Regions from separate parts of the Ovis aries genome. Here region 2 is linked to region 1. The links are chromatin contacts, called in public Hi-C maps. All regions are on one chromosome and are shown on one strand. Each heading gives the region's core, a stretch centred on a gene start, on an enhancer-like site or on the middle of the called end of the contact. The rest is flanking DNA. Distances are from core to core; before and after follow the strand shown.

Region 1 (5,406 bases), core at 1,508-4,007:
CAAGGTGAAGGAGTCAAGGAACAGCGTCTCGGCTAGAGCCTCTGGAGGGGCTCCAGCCCTGCCGATAACTTGATTTTGAACTTCTGGGCCCCAAAACTACAAGAAAATTCATTTCTGTTGTCTTACACCACCAAGGTCATGGTTATTTGTTAAGCAGGCATAGGAGACGAATCCAGAAGACAGGAAACACAGATCAACTTAGGCCTGATTCCCACCCCTAAGAAAGGTGTGGTCATCAAGAAGAGGGCCACAGATGTTAAGCGAGGCATCCAGAGTGTCCACCCCACACACCACGTGCAAGAATGGGGCCATCTCTGAACATCGACTCTCTGAGCACAGGAAGGACAGAGGGTGCCCTTGACGTGTGACCTTCACAGGCGAAGTTCAAGGTGGAGGGCTACACAGCTCCCCCTACCCCCCAGGGAGTTCTCTAAACCCTGAGAGCAAAGTTGAACATCTGGAACAAGGAGCACCTTCCTCTTGAAACAGTGGATATGAAAGGTCTTACAAATCTAGAAGTCATTCAGTCTAGAGACCATTCCATCCATCTGGTTCCCCAAACCAGGATGGCCCTCGAGGTCAGTCCAGACTCTTTCCTCTCCCTCACTGTACCCTCACAGGTGATCTGTCCCCCTTAAATATATAATCCCTGCCTGTTCCTCCCCATCCATCTCTAGAGCAATCACCCTAGTTCAGGTCCCCATCCTCTCTTGCTAGATTACAGCTCCAAGACTGGCCTCCCTGGCTTGGGTCTCAGCCTCCTCCCACCAAGAACTAGGAGGTTCTTTTGAAAACGAAAATCTGCCCATCACACATTCCTGTTAAGAACCCTTCAAGCTTCTTGGCATATCTTTCAAAGACTCTTGCTTAACCTGACTTCATCCCTCACCATGTCCCCAAATACATGAGACTTTCTCACACCTGGAGGCTTCTCTACACACAGCTCCCTCTGCCTGGCTGATCCTGCACCCACTTCATGGCCAAGTCCTCTAGCACTCGGCTTCTAGGTTGTCTCCTTTCAGGGGTCTCCTTGACCTGTCTCTCCTTCTTCAGGGTTCCCACCATACCCTGGGCCTACATAGTTCTCCTGTGGTGAGAGAAGGGTCCATATTTGTGCTGGGCTCCCTAAAAGCAGGAACCATTCCATCCTGAGCAGACAGTATTCAGGAATAAATTGATAAATAAAGATAGAGTCTACTTGGGATTCTCCTGCTTTTTCTCAAACAAAATTCATCCTGCATGCTAAGTCGATTCAGTTGTGTCCAGTTCTTTGCGAACTATGGACTATAGCCTGCCAGGCTCCTGTGTCCATAGGATTCCCCAGGCAAGAATACTGGAGTGGGTTGCCATGCCCTCCTCCGGGGGGTCTCCCCAAACCAGAGATTGAACCAGTATCTCTCATATCTCCTGCATTGGCAGGCAGGTTCTTTACCACTAGCGCCCCCTGGAAAGCCTAGAAAATGAAAGTCGCTCAGTCGTGTCCGACTCTTTGCGACCCCATGGGCTATACAGTCTGTGGAATTCTCCAGGCCAGAATACTGGAGTGGGTAGCCTTTCCCTTCTCCCAGAGCATCTTCCAAACCCAGGGACTGAACCCAGTTCTGCATTGGCAGGCGGATTCTTTACCACTAGCACCACCTGAGAAGCCTAGGCTGTTGCTAAATCTAGATGTTTCCCATCCCAGTAGAGTGAGCATACGAGAACAAAAACTTAGGAGTCAGATGACTTGCGTCACGATCTCTCCTCTTTGTGACTTTTGGCCAGTTCTCTTACCTCCCTGAGCCTCAGTGTCTCTTTCTGTAAAACGAGAATTATAAGCTTTGTAAGAAAAACCACCGAAGGTGTCATCTGGCAGAGGGATGTAGCACGATGCATTTGACTTTCCTGCTGCATACCCACACTTTGGTTGAAGTCAGCAAGCATTTTAAGTGCTTACTATGTGCCAGGCTCTGGGATGGGTGTTGGGGTGGGGGGGCATGGGTGGGTGATGATGACTCTTACCCTAAATTTCACAATAATCTTTTCTGAGAAAACTCCTCTATCAAATCAGGAGTAAATCCTGCCCTTGAACTCACAGGTGAGACTGCTAATCAGCAGGAAGCCCACTAACAGGAAGGTAACCCTGAGCCTGCTGAGCAGCTCCTCCAGGGCCCCTCGCCCTCCCTGCGGTCACACAGCACACAGCGCGTGGGTGGGTCTGTACTGCCACCTGCTGGAGGAATGGGGTAAGGCTACAGGCGGCAGGCAGCAGAGATTCAGGCGCCTGCCTTGAGTTGCCGAACACATGGCTCTAAGGTCTATCTGCCACATTTGTTCAACAGCTCACGAGAAGCTGTCAGAGGAAATGGCTTTTGAAATCACAATCACCTCACCGGAAAAGGGGGCGGGGGGGGAAGAAAAGGAAAGCCAACTGTACCTTGCAATGGCAGAAAGTGGGAGTATGCCTCCTGGGGAAACTTCTCTCTTTCACTCAAAGCCGGAGGACCGGAGAACCCTGTAAGATGGAGAGAAATGCCTTCTCCTGAAACTGTGGCTTACTCCCCAGGCCCTGAGTGAGGACACATCCTGGTGGGACCCTCTCAACCTTGGTGCCCTGGGACCCAGTTGAACTCTCCTCCTGCTCATCAACACCTGCAAGATCTAGCTGAGTCCTGGAACCAGCTCCACAGAAACTGCCGGAAGCTGGGAGGCCGTGCTTTTCCAAAGGCCTTGGCTTTGCAGCCAGACCCGCTAAGTCAACACAGCGGGAGCCAGCCGTGCAGCTTGCCTTCCTGTTACACCCTCCCACTTCTCCTGGGCCTGCCATGCTCACGCACATGTGTGCACACACACACAAGGAGTCCTCCAGATCCAGCAGTCTGTTATTTGGGTGGGGAATCTGCTCTGGGAGAACTGGCAGGCAGAATCCACATGGGCTACAGCCAGGGTATTGGGCTGTTGTGGGTTGTTTTGTTTTTTCTCTTTCTCCATATTCCAATCATCCTGGGAAAGTTGGGTCCAGGAATGTGAACTCCGGAAAACCAAGGGCAGTGCAGCGCCAAGGTATTTACTAAGCCAATGAGCATGCTTCCTTCTCCCTGGAAGGCGATCTTGGCTTTCCTCAGGGCACTACAGCGTTGCAGAGTCCAGCCAGTTGCTCCTATACATAAAGACAGTGTGGCCTTCGCAGCCTTCACAGTCAACCCAACAAGCACCAAGCACCAGAGAAAAAGCTACAGGAAGCACCATCCCCCATTCCCCCCAGGGTCTCATGATGAACATGTTGTCCCCACTATAAACGCAGCACCAGGGACTTTCCTTTGCCTTCCAGTACAGGGGCTGTGGGTTTGACCCCCAGTTGGGGAGCTAAGATACCACGTGCCTCCCAGCCAGAAAACCAAACCAAAACATAAAAAAGCAGAATCAATATTGTCAATGTGTAAATATTGAAAATGTACATAAAACACAAACAGCAGAAGCAATAGTGTAAATGTTGTAAATCTGAATATTGTAAATAATTCAATAAAGACTTTTCAAAAATAAACACTGCACCAAACTAATTGAGGGGTGAGGCGAAAGAGTACATTCCTCCAGACCTTCCAAAAGGAAAGAAAGCCGTAACTTACAGAAACATGCCAGAGCCAAACAAAAATACACAGCGTGACTTACACACACTGTGAATGGCACAGTTCTTTTTCTTCTGCCACAATACAAAAACGGGGAGTTTTTCATCCAGAGAGAAAATAAAAATGAAGCAAAAATTATCAGCGCTCTGATAGGAATCAGCCCATGATGATGCTTTCAATACGCTGTCATACCTACCTGATGATCTGACCCCCCTCCCCCCAGCAGTAATTCATTGTCATCTTGGCTTCTGTTAATTCTACGTTTCAGGGGCTCAAGAAGCAAAACAGTCGTCTCTTTGACCATTCCAGTTTCCGACCCTGAGCTTCCATGTGTACCTTTTGGGGTTCACACTTTCTCAAGCACCTCAAGCAGTGCAAGACATCATCCGATATCCATCTTCACAGGTCTTTTCTGTCCCATGGCCCCTCTGGGTCCCTGCAGTCCTCTGCATGCTCAAGACCTGGGCATCTTTTGGGAGATGGTCCTGACTGCCTAGAAACAGCAACATCTATCATTCTGGGGACTTAACCCCCCGGGGGCACACTGAGAAATAGGGTTCATAATTCCATCTGATCTTAGCGTCTCCAGAGTGCTCTCTTTGTTCTCTCCATCTTCGTTCTCATAGACAAGGGGACTTTTTTTTTGGCCTGGGGAAAATTCTTTCTTCCCGAATTTCTACAAGATTCATAGTTTGTTGGCCCCAAACTCCTTTGCCTGCTTACCAAATATATACACATTTCTTTTTTAATTTAAAAATCCTTTTTGTAAAACCGAAGCTAAAAAAAAAAAACACAAAAAACGTCTTGGCTGTTTTCGACTCTGTCATGTGCCTGCATGAAGGCAAGGAGCCTGCTTGCGTGGAGACAGGGCAGGAGAGAAAACAGGGTGCTTCAGAAATGTCATCCAGACACACAAGAAACACATTTTTCCTCTCCTTTCCATCACCCAAGTTTTCAAAGTGGTCAGCTGTGGTTTCTTTCCTGGTTAATGCGATTGTTTGAAAGAAACGCCAGAATAAGAGTTTCCCTTCTGTCTCCGCTAACAGTCCCTTCCTGCCTCCATTTCTCCAGCAGCCTCTTCCCACGTCTGCCCCTCTCGCTGGCCACTCCTTTTCTCTCCCATCACTGACTGCCTCTTCCCAGCCTGGTTGCACATTCTGAGAGAAGCTGGCCGGAAGTCACCACTGCCCCCAGTCCAGCCCGAGAGAAACAGCAGCACCAAAAGCTCGGGTGCATCCCTCAAAATGCGTTAGCCCGTGAAGCCCCATCCCCACCCCTGCACCCACCCCAAGTCAATACGTTCTCAGAGCTCTTTCTGATTCCCACACCCGCAACACCCTCTTCGGCCTGCATCTTACTTGGCCTCCAAGAGACGGCCACTCCCTCTTCCTTAAAAGTCTCTCCTCCTTAGATATCACTTGGGGGGCACCCACACTCACCTGGGTTTTCCTCCTCCTGGGTCACAGCCTGCCCTCAGGATCCGATCCTTCTGTCTACCCGATAATCACTAATGCTCCCCAGGGTTCTGTCCTTGGTCTTCTTCCATTCCACATGCCCTCGTTGAACAAGTTCAACCTCTCTCAACACTGCAATGCCTGCCAAACCCGCAAAACATTCCCTTCCCCACTTCCCCCCTCACCCGCTCCTCCCTTCCCCCCTCTACCTTCTTCTCCCCCAATCTCTCGATTTCAGACACGTTTGCAAGTCCCTAGAAAAGGAAAAGCTGGAGAGAGGATACAAGTGCTCATTTCCTACAATGGAAAAAACATCAGGACCACAGTGCAGACCAGGACCACCAGAT
Region 2 (5,406 bases), core at 1,564-4,063, 120 kb before region 1:
CCTACCTCAGATCATCAGTCATTAGGTCCCAGAGACTGGGGACGCCTGCTTGAAAGTGTTTTTGTGCACGCTAAGTTGCTTCCATCACATCTCTTTGCAACCCCATGGATTGTAGCCCAGGAATTAAGGCGCCTCTGTCCATGGGGATTCCCCAGGCAAGAATACTGGAGTGGGTTGCTGTGCCCTCCTCCAGGGAATCTTCCCGACTCAGGGATCAAACCTACGTCTCTTGTGTCTCCTGCGTTGGCAGGTGGGTTCTTTACCACTAGCACCACGTGTGAGGTCCAAAGGGCTTCAAGAATGACAATCATTTGCTTATTTTCTAATACATGCTTTTATGTACGAGGCCTCACTGACACCTCTGAGGCTCAGAGAGGTAAATGATTGTCCCAGGGTCACACAAAAGAAAACGGCAAAGCAGATCAGATGCTAGTTTTGCAGCTCTGAGTCCCCAGCGTTTTCTCTCTGTGTCCAGCCTGATGGGCAGGCCCACCCCACACCATCCCCAGGCGCTGCAGGGCATGGACAGTGCAGCCTGGGCCTGCTTCCCAGCTCCTCCCCCGCTGGTGAGACGAGCCAGGGACTATCTGCTGCCACCACTCCAGTGTCCGCCGTGGGGCTGGGTTCAAGCCCCAATCCATCAAACTCTGCAAGTGTCAAATGGGTTAATATCCAGAAGCAATGAGCATAGCACTTTGCCCCTGCCAGTCTCCAGGAGCAGTGAGCAGGCTATCGTCAGACTCGGAGCTCTTATGGGCAAGGACTGCGTTTTCTCTGTGTAAACTCTGTTGACTGCAGACTGAGAAAAGTACATGCAGGACTCCACGGAAGAGCAGGCCCTGGGACTGTGGCCGAGAAAGAAGACGACTGCATGGAAGAGACAGGGCAGAAACGGCCGGCGAAGTCGGAGGAGAACCAAGGGAGTACTGCAGGCCAGAAATTCAGGGAGAGCTTTTCAGGAAGGAGTAGGCCACAGTGCCAAATGCTGCAGGGAGGCCTAGCCGATTCGAATGGAGCAGTTTTTGGATTTTGCAATCGGGACACAAAGGAGGTCATGGCAAGAGCAGTGTCCACGGGGGACCAGATGGCAGAGGTCTGGGGAGAAGAGACAGGGGCCGAGGAGCTCGCTGCAGCATGGCAGGAACAGCCCACACTCACCCACTGTCAAGCTTATTCTTGTTCATTATTTCAGCAACTCTTCTCAACAATCCTGTAAGATGTGCTGTTATCCCTATCTTATACATTATAAGATCAGAGAGGTTAAATGGTTTCCCCAAAGTCACACAGCAATGAAGATGGAGTTCCAGGAGCCAAGTATAGTTCTCTTCAATCTCATAAGCAGGGTTAGAATTGACATGCGGGCGAGGGTAAGGATACAGGAGAGGAGACAGAAGCAGTGGGGACTCAGGATCCAGGCCATGGAGCCAAGGCCCTCCCTTTCTGGTTTCTGCCCCTCTGAGGCACTTAGTCTGAGCCAAGACTTATTTTGAGGGCTCATAGTTTTACAGACTGATGGAACTGCTCTGCACCCCAGTTTCTATAGTAAGCTCTTTTGGCAGCTGGACCAATGAAGAAGCTTCTGGAGGAGAGTGGAGCCCAGAATCCATTAATGATTAAAATGAACACACACACACACACACACACCCCTCTTTACATGAGTGTAGCATTCAAACTTGCATTAGCTCAAATGGTCTGCAAGCAGCCCCAGGTAGACACACATGGAATCGTCGCCACTTGGCAGAGATGGAAACTGAAGCTCGGGGGTTTTCAACAGGCGCCGAGGCACCAGAGTGTGAAACTGCTCTGCTGAGAGCAGGTTTTAATCTCATCCTGGCTGATCAACTCTGCCAAGAGCGCAAGGAGAATGAGATCAGAGGGAAAAGTCCAGGATGAGTCATTTGCTCTACATTCATGTATTGACCACCTACTATGAGCAGACCCTGTTCCAGGAGGAGATTTAGAGACAAAAGGATAACCATCCCTGCCTCCAAGCTGAGGGGACAGATAAGGACACAAACGGCGATTTCTTCTCCGGCAAGTGCTGGGGAAGCCTGGGGCCCTTGGAGCAAGGGCGTGGGAGGAGAGGCGGCTATTGTGGGGGGAGGAAGACTGTGACCTCTCTGGGGGGAGGTAGCTGTCCTTCACCCCTGAATGTGCACCTTCCTCACCCTGGTGCTCTCATAAGACAGGCCATCCAGACACACCCACAGCACTTCTGGGCTGCCTGGGATGTCAGGACATCCCAGGCAGCCCGGTCAGCAGACTCTGGGCTGTCCCCATTTCTCCCTGGCAACCTCAGTGACAAACCCTGGCCAGACACTGCTGATGGGCTGAGCTTCGGGGAAGAACCTGGACCCAGCACAAGTCGGGTTCAAGACAGTCTCTTCCCTGCCACTAACTCTATGTGACCTAGGGCCACTCAACTCACAGCCTAAACCTGGATATTTCTCATGTCTCCAACACCATTGGGCCAACTCCAGGGAGCTGCTGGGAGAATGAAAGAGGATCATGTTCACGGAAGAGCTTTTTAAGCTGAAAATCTCTTTACAGAGAGCGGGGGCTTTTCTAAGGCTTCTCCTGAATTCCTCCAACTGAGGTTCAAGATTGGCAGTGCCTCTCTTCCAAAAGCAGCGGACAAGTTAAGTCTTAAGCTCTCCAGCCCAGGGGGAGCAGAGGCAGAGTGAAGGGCAAGTCCAGAGGCCTCTTTTGGAAATGACAGGATCCATTTAGCAATCAATTAGCGCAGTCCCCAGGCTCCGGGCCTGCACGCTCGCTCGGCAGAAAGAATGCACTGCACCGTGCTGATTAGAAACAGATGCGCTGGCAAACAGACCTGGCCGAGCGGAGCCGGAATTCCTGGGCACCCAGCTCCTGGCTGGGAGACGGGGTTCGTTATTACATTCTGGGCACCGACGTGGGGAGAGAGGCCAAGGAAACCAAGCTCAGAGAGCAGCCTGCCCAGAGATTGTGTACCTTTTGAGGGGATTCGGAGGCGGGAGAGGGAAGAATGTTGACTCTGTCAGAAATAATCTGGGATAAAATTAGTTCAGCCAAATACAGAACATGACATTTGACCCACAGAGGCTGATGCCAAACACGGTATGGCTGACACGTGAGGAAGTGAGTGACCTGGGTGCTGAGCAAGTTGCAGGGGGCCCGAAAAATAACCTGCTGCCGTCCAGCTCATTGATTGAGTGCTCACTGTATAGAAGGCCCTGCACCAAGCCCTTTATACCCTCTCTCATTCATCTACCACAGTGACGCTGACTTTATGTCCATTTCGCAGATGAGAAGACTGAGATACAAAGAGGTTCGGTAAATTAATCCAAGATCACACAGACAATTAGTAGATCCAGGATCTGAACTCACTTGGGAGGTCCCCTCTCCTAACCACGATGGTAATTATTTCTCTCCTCCCAACTTTTTCCTTCTCCTTTGTCAGATGGAAAGGGACTTTGAGCAGTTCTTCTCCAGTTTCCCGGCACTGCAGGAAAGCTCACCGCAATGTCCCTGACCATGGGCAGCAGCCTCCATCAACCCTCCCAGTGAGGCTGGGCTCACCACCTCCCAAGGCTGTTGGTGCTAAGCTTGGACAATTCCCAAAGCCAGCCACTCTTACTTCTACTAAGCCTAAAGCCGGGTGGGTCCCTGCAAGCCTGGGGTTTCCCCCAGTCATATGGCTTCTGCCCTCTTCATCCCCTCCAACAGTGTCTAATTCCTTTTCTCTGGGACCATCTCAGGGCATCATCGTGACCTCGTCCTTATTTTTCTAAGCAACACAGCCTCTGTTTGACAGCTGCTCCCTGAGGTCAGCTGTGCGACTCCCCCACTATCACCAACACCCTTCCTGGCCGCCCGCCAGCGCCGATGTCCCTGGTGGGTCCAGATGTGAACATGGGGTCAACCAGCTCTCCCATCTCCCTCCAGCACAACACGGAACACTCTTTAAAATATTATTTTAATACAGTTCGTTTACCATTATAAGCGTGATACAGTTTCACAGTAGGAAACACACACACGCCATGAGCAGAGCAAACTAGCTTCCCCAGAGAGAGAGAAATCACCCGTTATTCTACCTCTAGTCTTTTATGCTTCCTTCGTATCTGGCTTTGTTTATTCTGAATCTATGAATCTGTGACCTGTGTGTTTTCACTTACCATTAGAGCACGATCAGTTGGCTGTGTTTTTAGAAAGTCTCTGAAAATGCTGTTCGTAATGGTCACATCAAAGTCAATGACACGAACAGACCTACTTTGGGACAGCGCTATGAATCCCCATCTCCAGCTCTTCCTGACTACAGAACCTCGGTTTTGTTCGAGGTCTCCACAAGATGTCACCTACATACTAGGGGATAGGGCCCTTGATTCTAAACTCGTGGCACTAATGTCAAGCCCCTTGCCCCTATGTTTGCATGCATGATCAAGCAACTTTGTTATCAGGCCTGAGCCAAGGGCAGAGATGGAGACTGAAGCTCGGGGATTTTTGTCAGGCACCCCTAATACACAGACCAGTATTCTAGCACCTAAACCCTTTTTTAGTACCTTACTTGATTTTGTAACCTCAAGATGTCATAGCTGGAGAGGATTTTAAAAATCATCCTCTCAATTTTTTAGATCATAAAACTGAGTGCAGAGAGGGCAAGTGAGTTGCCCCAGGTCACATAGGGGTGGTGATGGTCCAAGAACTAAGGGCTTTGGGCTTTTGGCTTGGGGGTCTCTCCACAACCACCCTCATGCTGCCCAGGGTAACTGCCGCTCTCGGCCAGCCAGGGAGGGCTCATGTTATGGCAAAGTTTGATTTTCTTTGACACCAAGAAGAATAAATCAAGAGAATCATTTTTAGCTAAGACAACTGGCCTCTTACCAAGAGTTCAAATTTCACCAAAAAAAAAAAAAAAAAAAAAAACCCAGTGGAGGGAGGGGAGGTTGGGGAGAGGAGAACAGAAATCAACAATGGCACGTGGGCCAGAGATGAAGCAATGGAAGCACACAGGGGCCAGAGGGGGTTGGCCACCCTCTCCAGCTTCCCCACTTTATCTCTCACAGTCTCAGCCACTATTATCCAGAAGTCCTCCAAGATCATCAGACTTGAGCCCCTTAGGCAAACATATTGATGTCTTGAATCCTGGAGAAGGGAATGGGAGGACCATATTCTCCAATAAAATGAGATTCAAAGGGCAGGACCAAAGGATTTCTGTCTTCTGGTAACTACAGGAATGGATAATTTATGGAAAATACAGATATGTGAATGAATGAATGATATCAGCTAGAAATCACCTCAACCAGCACTGAACTGCCAGAGACGTAAGTCATTTTGTCTCTGGTCTCAGAGTCCTCATTTGTAAAACATGTCCTCCCAATTCATTCCACAAATGTTTCCTGAGTGCCTTTTGTGCGCCAGGCTCTG

Evidence for each region. Hi-C and Micro-C count contacts between places; a contact is called where the count stands out from the background.
Region 2: a Hi-C map of liver shows a contact between it and region 1, with 4 times the contacts expected there. The contact joins two enhancer-like sites. A contact is called at or near these places in 6 of 16 Hi-C or Micro-C datasets (liver, mixed tissues, muscle and 3 more).

The regions. Positions count from the first base shown.
Region 1 is chr11:18,009,437-18,014,842 of ARS-UI_Ramb_v3.0, reverse strand. No RefSeq gene overlaps it. Among named protein-coding and RNA genes, the nearest start is that of COPRS, 10 kb to the right of the region's middle. Within about 2 kb of position 2,757, at least 12 of the 54 cell types and tissues checked have an H3K27ac peak or open chromatin away from gene starts, as enhancers often do. A contact at or near this core is called in liver, where this site is marked.
Region 2 is chr11:18,125,413-18,130,818 of ARS-UI_Ramb_v3.0, reverse strand. The region is part of intron 2 of LOC105606871 (a long non-coding RNA gene); the gene reads right to left. Among named protein-coding and RNA genes, the nearest start is that of TRNAG-CCC, 94 kb to the right of the region's middle. Within about 2 kb of position 2,813, at least 11 of the 54 cell types and tissues checked have an H3K27ac peak or open chromatin away from gene starts, as enhancers often do. A contact at or near this core is called in liver, where this site is marked.